Regions from separate parts of the Mus musculus genome. Here region 2 is linked to region 1. Evidence: chromatin contacts called from public promoter capture Hi-C data. All regions are on one chromosome and are shown on one strand. Each heading gives the region's core, a stretch centred on a gene start, on an enhancer-like site or on the middle of the called end of the contact. The rest is flanking DNA. Distances are from core to core; before and after follow the strand shown. Region 1 has its middle 15 kb from the start of Gm35388. Region 2 overlaps Rb1 (RB transcriptional corepressor 1).

Evidence for each region. Promoter capture Hi-C pulls out the DNA fragments that hold promoters and counts their contacts.
Region 2: a contact with region 1 is called in a promoter capture Hi-C map of hippocampal neurons, with 2.1 times the contacts expected there. The contact joins two enhancer-like sites. A contact is called at or near these places in 4 of 39 promoter capture datasets (the C10 cell line, hippocampal neurons and pre-B cells), 6 of 484 Hi-C or Micro-C datasets (the G1E-ER4 cell line, the Patski cell line, bone marrow-derived macrophages and 2 more), 6 of 115 datasets of contacts at active chromatin or transcription factors (the 230-238 cell line, the HPC-7 cell line, bone marrow-derived macrophages and 3 more) and 3 of 9 other capture datasets (adipose tissue, liver and pancreatic islet).

Annotation. Positions count from the first base shown.
Region 1 is chr14:73,115,604-73,119,875 of GRCm38.p6, reverse strand. No RefSeq gene overlaps it. Among named protein-coding and RNA genes, the nearest start is that of Gm35388, 15 kb to the right of the region's middle. Within about 2 kb of position 2,730, at least 152 of the 459 cell types and tissues checked have an H3K27ac peak or open chromatin away from gene starts, as enhancers often do. A contact at or near this core is called in cerebral cortex and hippocampal neurons, where this site is marked.
Region 2 is chr14:73,196,676-73,201,153 of GRCm38.p6, reverse strand. It overlaps Rb1 (RB transcriptional corepressor 1), which reads left to right. Exons shown (of 27, transcript NM_009029.3): 25 at 1,830-1,972; 26 at 2,573-2,622; 27 at 3,870-4,478. The coding sequence ends at 3,943. Among named protein-coding and RNA genes, the nearest start is that of Mir687, 7.9 kb to the left of the region's middle. Within about 2 kb of position 1,568, at least 17 of the 459 cell types and tissues checked have an H3K27ac peak or open chromatin away from gene starts, as enhancers often do. A contact at or near this core is called in cerebral cortex and hippocampal neurons, where this site is marked.

The DNA.
Region 1 (4,272 bases), core at 1,481-3,980:
CCATATGTGTGGAAAGTGTTACACTTCCTTCTAGACTTGGGCCTTCTTTTGCTGTTTTAGTCCACCTGGCTTCCAGGGAGGTACCGGCTCCCTCTAAGACCAGCTCCTTTTCTGCAGAGACATTTACCTCAGAAGGGCGTTGGTGCTCAAATTAAATGCAGCCCTGTCAAAGTGGTTTGTGAACTGCTCTGGAAAATGCCAGGTGTTATTAGATGTTGAAAGTAAGTGCAGAGACAGCTAATTTAAGCAGCTTCGGGTCCTTTGCAGAGCTGCATGAGGGGGCTCGGTATTGGTTATTGCCCTGAGCTGAGGACATAGGGGTAGGGAGCAGGGCTGGGGTGGGGGAGGAGAGGGCACAGCGTGCAAGGGGTACGTTCTCATCTCCCTTTGGCAAACAGAGTTTCCCAGGTGAGGGAGCCCCACTGTGGTTTGAAGAATACAACTACTGTGATCAGGAAAAAGAAAAAAAAAGGCAGAAGAGAGAGGTCAAAGAGGTTATAGAAATAGCGTCAACAGCAACAGACAAGGCTTGCAAATAGAGAAAAAGCAGAGGCAGTTGACTGATAGGGGTGGAGGAGGGGCATCTGTTTATGACCCAAGAGAGGAAAGATGCTGGAGGCCAGCTCTGGAAGATGAGCTGGAAAAGGGCTTGTCTCCGGCTTCAGACACTTACAGACTATTGTGTTCCCTTACCTAAGGGTTTCCTGTGTGTCAGGCACTAGAAAGGTACCAACTGTGAAACAGGAAACGCTGATGCAGCGGGGTGGAAGCGAAGCTTGGGCAACGCAGGCCTGGTAGGCTTCCCTGAGACTCTCAGAGACCCCCCAGCATCCCAGCTTCCCAGAGACCCCCAGCATCTCAGTTTGCTTAGGAATCTGTTAAGATGCAGGGCCACAGTCCTTACTGCATCGCCAGGACTATGTACATGGTGGAAGTGCAGTATTCACTGAAGGAGTGTGCACGGTTCCTGTTGCTGTGTCAAAATAACTGGCAGAATCTCCTTAAGTAAGTAAGTGTTTACCACAGCTCAAAGTTTGAGGGTACCTGTCCTTCTCTCCGTGGTACCGTGGTGGGAGGAGCATGAGGCAGCCCCTCCCACATCGCTTCTGCAGTTAGGAAGCAAAGAGGAGAGAATTCCTGTCTCTCAGACCGCCTTCTCCTTTATTCAATCTGGGACCTGAGCCAATTAAACAGTACCACTCAGTGGGGCTGGGTCCTCCCTCTTCAGTCAACCTGTTCTGGAAACATCCTCATAGACATGTCTAGTGGTAGGTGGTTCTAAGTCCAGCTGAAATGACAATGAAGATTAATCACCACAGAGTGGACGAACGAGTAAATGAACAGACGGTAGATGGTCATATGAGGTGATCCATAAGAGAGAATTCAGATACATGGCATCGGTGGATTCTAGAACTACATAATGAGGCTGTGATTTAGCAACTACAATGGATTTATACACAAAGGTCTCTCAGCTAGAGATGCGTGTCATCATGGCTGGCTTACCAAAAGGGCACAGGCCTCTCCAGATGTGGCTCCCTGATTTTCGATTTGCAGCGCCCAGAACTGAAAAACCTAGATGAATCCTCTCTTTTCAAATCAAATTCATGGGTGTTCATACCAACAGAAAACAGCCTGAAGGGAGGAGGTTAGGGTGGAGTGACATGGAGTGAACACATGACTGGCCTTTGCTGATTCTGAAATGCAGGCAAGAAAACACACTATCTTCCAGGGCTTTCTGGCCCTGCAGACACCTTGATTTTAGCCTATGAACTCCAATATGCCCTCATTTCACAAAAGAGGACAAGAGCCCCAAGACTCACTCTGACTCTGCCCTAATTCATACAAGTTGGTGACCTATCTCAAATCCATCAGGACAGTGAAGACTAGGGGTTCATAAATGCAGCGTTCGGATTTGTGAAGTCTGGGCTGGGATCTGGCTCCCTGCTTTTCCAACGTGCTGGCAGACAAAGCCTGGAGCCCAGGGTTCAGATTCCTGCTTCCATCTTGGGATCTGACAATCTAGAAAAGCCAGGGACATCTGATGGGATTCCACAAGGAGGCAGTAGGGATCCAATGTGTGTAAGTCTTTGGAGAATGGGATTTATTGTCTCACAGGACAAGGCAAGATAATAAAGGCATAATTCTCTATGTTTCCTGTGAGGCAGATATCACCAAAATGGGATAGGTTTCTTGTGCTTCAGGCTGCCCTGTAACCTGCTCTGTATCCAGGTGGCCTTGAATTTATATTCCTGCTGTTTCAGCCTCCCAGGCTATGGAACGTCAGACCAGCACCATCATGGCCAGGCGGCTATGTGATTAATATTTGTAGCTGAAAAGGCATCTTAAACTTGCCAGCATATGTCTGCCATTGCATACAGCACAGAGATCAAAACACCATGGTTCTTTATTTTCAACTTTGAGAGAGAGAGAGAGAGAGAGAGAGAGAGAGAGAGAGAGAGAGAGAGAGAGAGATTAATGTGATTGTGGGAGAAAACATTAGTCTTTAATTTCAACCCCAAGTTTTATGTATTTCCTTTTAGAAAAAAATAATAATGCGCTTATCTTTGAGAAACGTCTCTGAAATCTTGACAATGCGGGGGCTCCTGGGTGACCCCGCCTCTCCTCTGGCCTCAAAACTCCTCCTTCGGGCGCTGCAAACTCAGAACCAGGATGCCGCCTGCCCACCAACTGCAGCTGTGGTTTCCTCAGTCTTTGTTTTGGAAAAAAAAATATGCTGCCCTACTTCTCTGTCCTTGTAGAACGTACATCTGTTTCTGGCTACCAGAGCCACCTGCAGGCTAAGAGTCTTCTGGTTTCATTTTTGAAGCAGCTCCCTGGCACGCAAGTGAGGAGTATCAGTGCTCAGACACATGACTGCAGGAAGGGAGCAAATGCTGGACTGTTCTCTGTGACTCTACCTTTTAAAAAGCTTTTCTCTGCTCCCATCTCCCCTTCCTTCTCCCTCTATCTGTCTTCCCTTCTCTCCCTCTTTCCCTCATCTCTCTCAATTTATTTTCATTTTAGACAGGGTTTCCTTTATGGCCCAGACTGGCCTTAAGCTTTCTTTTTGTAAAAAACAAAAAAAAAATTGGTTATTTTACTTATATACATTTCAAATGTTATCCCCCTTCCTGGTTTCCCCTCTGTAAACCCCCCTATCCCCTCCCCGTCCCCCTGTTTCTATGAGGGTGCTCACCCACCCACTCCCACTTCATCACCCTAGCATCCCCTTATGCTAGGGCATTAAGCCTGCACAGGACCAAGGGCTTCCCCTCCCATCGATGTAAGATAAGGCCTTCCTCTGCTACTTATGCAGCTGGAGCCATGAGCCCCATCATGTGTATTCTTTGGTTGGTGGTTTAGTCCCTGGGAGATCTTGGGGGCTGGGGGGGGTGTCTGGTTGGTTAATATTGTTGTTCTTCCTATGGGGCTGCAAACCCCTTCAGCTCCTTCAGTCCTTCCCCTAATCCTCCATTGGGGTCTCCGTGCTTAGTCTGATGGTTGGCTGCAAACATCTGCTCTGGCAGAGCCTCTCAGGAGACATCCTGCCCCAGCCTCCTAAGTGCTGAGATTATAGGCATTTATGCAACTATGTCTCTCTTGTAGTGGCTCAAATATGGTCCCCAGCCCCAACGGTGTTTATATAGAAGGGATTTTTAAAGTATTTTCTTTTCTTCATGTGTATGCATAGATGTGTGTGTGTGCGTGTGCGTGTGCGTGTGCGTGTGTGTGTGCGTGTGCGTGTGTGTGTGTGTGTGTGTGTGTGTGTGGCAGGTACAAGTTTATGTGCATGCATGCATGTGAAGACCAGAAAACCTGTCACGCTTCCACTAGTTCTCAGGCAGCTGCTCACCTTAGGTTTATTTTAAATTTTAAATTTTTTAAAATTTTTGCCGTTTTTGTTATTATTTTGTTTTGTTTTTGAGACAGGTTTCTCTGTATAGCTCTGGTTGTCCCGAAACTCATCTGTAGATCAGCCTGGCTTGGAACTCAGAGATCCACCTACCTCTGCCTTCCAAATGCTGGGATTAAGGGTGTGTGCCAACCATACCCAACTCACCTTATTTTGCTTTTGTTTCCTTTCTCTTTAAAAATGACATAAGGTCTCTCACTGGCCAGGAACTTAACAAGTCCTTCAGGCTGGCTAGCCAACAAACCCCTGGAATGTGTCCATTTCTTCCTTCCCATGGCTGGGATTAAACCCACACCATCATGCACTGGAGTTTTACGTGGGTCCTGGGGAGGGAGGTTGATTGAACTCAGATTCTCATG
Region 2 (4,478 bases), core at 319-2,818, 82 kb before region 1:
TGTGTTACAGCTTTCAGTTTGTGTGTTGAGGGATTCTTGCGTGTACCAACCCGTGCCCTGCATCCATATGCCCACCTCATGCTTTTTCTTTGGCCCTTTTTCTTCTGTGTATTTGTTTTGTCATATTTTAGTTGTTTTATTTTATTTATTATTATTCTTTAGATGCCTGTTTGTTTTCTAACAAAAGACAGAAGGGGTATAAATTCCAGTGGGAGAGAAAAATGGAGGGAAACTCAGTGGGAGAGGGGAAACTGATCAAAATATATTGTATGAACAACATCTAGTTTCAAAAAGAGAAAAAAATAAAAAAGAGTTTGTGGCAAACCTGAGCTACATGGTGATTTGTAGGCCCGCATGGGCTATATAGCATTAATGTTGTTTTAGGTGAAAACAAAAGAGGGAAAGAAAAGGGAAACAGAGGAAGAGAGGAGAAAGAGAGGGAACAGCTGTGTGCACACCCTAGAGCACTGGCTAGTTCTGAGCCCTCCTAACACCGAGGCCCTTTCCTGGTGTGCTGGCCCCAACCAGAACCTTAGTTTTGTTGCTACATCATACTGTAATTTTGATATTGTTATGAATTATAACAAATAATTTTGGAGATAGAGTTTTGCCAAAGGGGTCTTGACCCACAGGTTAAAAAGCACTGCTCTAGCGGTTGGTTGGAGTTTATATGCTAAATAAAATGTAAAAGTTCATTTTACAAATCCTCAGTGCTGTGACAGCTGATTGAAGACGGGCTGTAGCTGCTGGGCTTTACAAAGGAGCTGTGGGACCATTCGTTTACACCTCACGCAAGGCAGCTCACACAGGTCATCACACTTTTGCTTACTGCAGCCTGTGAAACAATGGAGACACTATTCATCCGCATAGTAATAAGGCCCTGGGACTTAGCTTCTGCCATGTTGAATATGTACTCTACATATATTTTCATTAAATTAAGCTGATCCTATCTAATGCACCAATCAGTTCATGTTTAAGTTCTATCTGAAAGTCTAACTTCATTTGTTGGCTTAACTAACATGTAATACACATGCCTGAGACAGTCATGAAATGGAAGCTAAGAGACAGACTGTTTCCACATACTTATCTACTGGGTGAGATTGGGTGGTGTGCCTGTTCTGGCATGTCTTACCAAGGTCACATGTCTAGTAATATTGCCTGGACTAAAATTGTGAAGTCTTTGAATATTTAAGTTAAAAACCTTTATAAATTAGCAACATTTCAACAATGCCATCCATGATGAGTGATGGTTAGTGATATATCAACATCCCATGACTCAATCCACCTCAGGGAGTATATCAGTCACGGCTCCTATGGCCTTCCTTCTTGCTATGTAATCCTCTAAATCACAGCTTTTTTTAAAAAAGGTTTTTGGTTTTTTGTTTTTTTGTTTTTTTGTTTTTTTTTTTTGTTTTTTGTTTTAATTTCAGTTCTAGAAATAGGATCCACCTTTACTACTTCTGAGAAGTCCTGGTTTCAAGCGTTGAGTGCCAGCAAGGCCATAGGCTTAGCCAGTGCTTGACAGCGCAGGGATAGCACAGAATCAGAGCTGCTTGGATAGATGGGAGAATCAGCTGCTTGCATAGATGGGAGAATCAGCTGCTTGCATAGATGGGAGGATTCAGGAGGAATGGGTGTTTAATGAAGGCAGAATTGGCATCCTTATGCTAATTGTTTTTAAATCTGTCACTTAGTCCAGTAAGGCAGAGAATTAAAATGAAGAGATTACTTTTGCCTAACTTTTGGTGCATCTCAAAATAAAATTTGTAGCTGCTGACTTCAAAATGTGGCTATTTAATGGTTTAAAATAAGAACTCTGTAATTTACAGACATCTGAAAAGTTCCAGAAAATAAACCAGATGGTGTGTAATAGTGACAGAGTGCTCAAAAGAAGTGCTGAAGGCGGCAACCCCCCCAAACCACTGAAAAAGCTGCGCTTTGACATCGAGGGAGCCGATGAAGCAGATGGGAGGTAGGAACCATGGAGATGCTTGCTCCAGGTAGCTGAGCAGAGCACAGAGCCACTGTCAGCCCCGTCCTGAGTCCCCTCAGGCCTTGTCCTGCCAGTTTACCACTTTGTGAGAACAACTAAAGAGACTAGATGTGGGAGAAGGTAGCCTATGCCTTTAATCCCAACACTTGGGAGGCAGATGAGGCCCCTCTCTGGGAGATCAAAGGCAGCCACAGCTATATAGTGAGACCTTGTCTGGAAAAACAAGAGAAAACAACATACTAAGTGTAAAGTGGTACAGTGGAAAGCAACATGCAAATCTGCCATCTATAAATTCATGACGACTTAGACATTACAAGTCTAAGCATGGACTTACACAGCTATTGATACAAATTTGTTAGTTTTAACATTAAATTAAAAAACTCTTAGAAAATACTAAATTATGCTCTATAAAAACCACTAAAAATATATAAGATCATAAATTTGTGATATCTTTTTTTAGATCACTTAGAAGCTTTTGAAATTAAACCAAAATAATAGCATGTAATTGAAAGCAACAGAGTTACTAGGAAGTTGCATGCATGCTTTTAAAATGTGTTTTTTTTTCCCCCCAATCTGCAGTAAACATCTCCCAGCGGAGTCCAAATTCCAACAGAAACTGGCAGAAATGAGTAAGTTCCCCTCTCTTACTTTGCAAACAGGGAAGCAGCATTTGATTTCACTGAAGAAAGCCTTTTGACTCTGAAGGAATCCACACATTATTCCTTCAAGTGGCACAGTTATTTATGCATTTACAAACTAGTAGTTCAAACAGGAGTATACAATTTACCTCACACATTGGTAGACTAAGTGTGTTTCACAAAGTGTGGGTCAGCACACTTTGAATAGTCTTAAGCTGATGTTGATCTGTACTTTAAAATATTACTTTTTGAAATTTTGTACATGTATGCAGTATGATTTGATGGCATTCTCCCCTCACTGGCCACCTTCTCTCTTCTTCCAGGCACCTCCCCTTAAACTGCACTCCCAGCCTTATCTCCTCTTCCTTTTCCATAGCCACTGAGTCCAGTCAGTGCTGGTGGTATGCAGACAACTTTAGGGCCACCCATGGAGCACACACAAACCACCAGGGGCTTGTTAAACTTCCTTACTCTCCAGGCTTTGAGACAGTTCTAAACAGAGGTTTCCATTACTGGAAGTCAGATTTGTGGAAATTGGGATCAGGTCTGTCAGTGTGACAGCAATTTAGAATGGTGGGGTGAGGGGTTGTCACTGAGTAGCAGAGTGTTTGCTGCCTAATGTGCACAAGGTCTTGAGTTAAGTTCTCAGCACTGCAACAGACAGGCTATATATACAATCAATCAATAAAATGAATGTTATTTTTGGAATAGTATGACAAATTTAATTTCACCCTAAGCTATTATGAGACTAAAAAATTAAGTAGATGGAAGGAAGCGGTATTTGCTAAGTGTTCTGGTTGTCTTAGGCACATAGCTGTGGTAGTAAGAGTAGCTGCTGCAAGACCCAGTAATAGGCAAAGAAAGGGACTTAGAAAAAGTAGAAGTGTTTAGAAGCTTGTGGGGGCCACTGCCAGTGAAGGTGATGAGGACTTACAGGCAGGTACTGGACATGCATGGCAGCTGCCAGAGAAAGCACACAGCAGAGCTGTACTTCTTCTGCATACTTTTAAAGCCCTTTCCCTTAAGTGTGTCGTTTGAACCTAAATTAAATATGCTAACCACTTAAAATACTAGTTATATGAATTAATACATCTCTATTATATCTCTTCAAGTTTTGTGTGCCCCAACCCCACCCCACCCCACAGGACCCCATGTGCAGACATGGTGGGCTGCCTGCCCCTGGTCCACTTACTTTCCCAGAGTCCTCAGCACTATTAATATTCTTGTTGCTTTTCCAGCTTCCACTCGAACACGAATGCAAAAGCAGAGAATGAATGAGAGCAAGGATGTCTCAAACAAGGAGGAAAAGTGAGGACCTCAGGGCCCTGGACCCTCAGCCCTGGGGACACCAGACTCCTGGCTCATGGTTGTGACTAGTTCCCAGGTTCTGCTCATGTTAGAGATATAAAATGTGCAGGTACAAGCTGAATATTTGTGTGGGTGATTCGTAAGCCACTTCAATGTTGTAATCAATGGTAGAGAATTGATAGCACACAGGATTGAGAATCTTGTGCAGATCATGCCATTTAAAATATGAAAGCAAGTTGTTTGCATTTCCAACATGAGCCTGCTGCCCTCAGAAGTGAGGGCCTCTGCAGGGGTCCTGACCCCCTACATCTGGCTGACTACTTTGCCTTTCCTCATGGCACATGTGTGATGTTTGCTCTTGGTTTTATTAATTTATATGTATTTTTTAATTTAACGTGAATACCCTTAGAAAATGTGTCTTGTCTTCCAAATGCAAGTTGATTGACTGTCCACATTCAACCAAATTATCTTGAATCTTCTACTGAAACAGATTGTTACAAACTGGGAAAAAGTACTAATTTCTACACATTGGACTATTT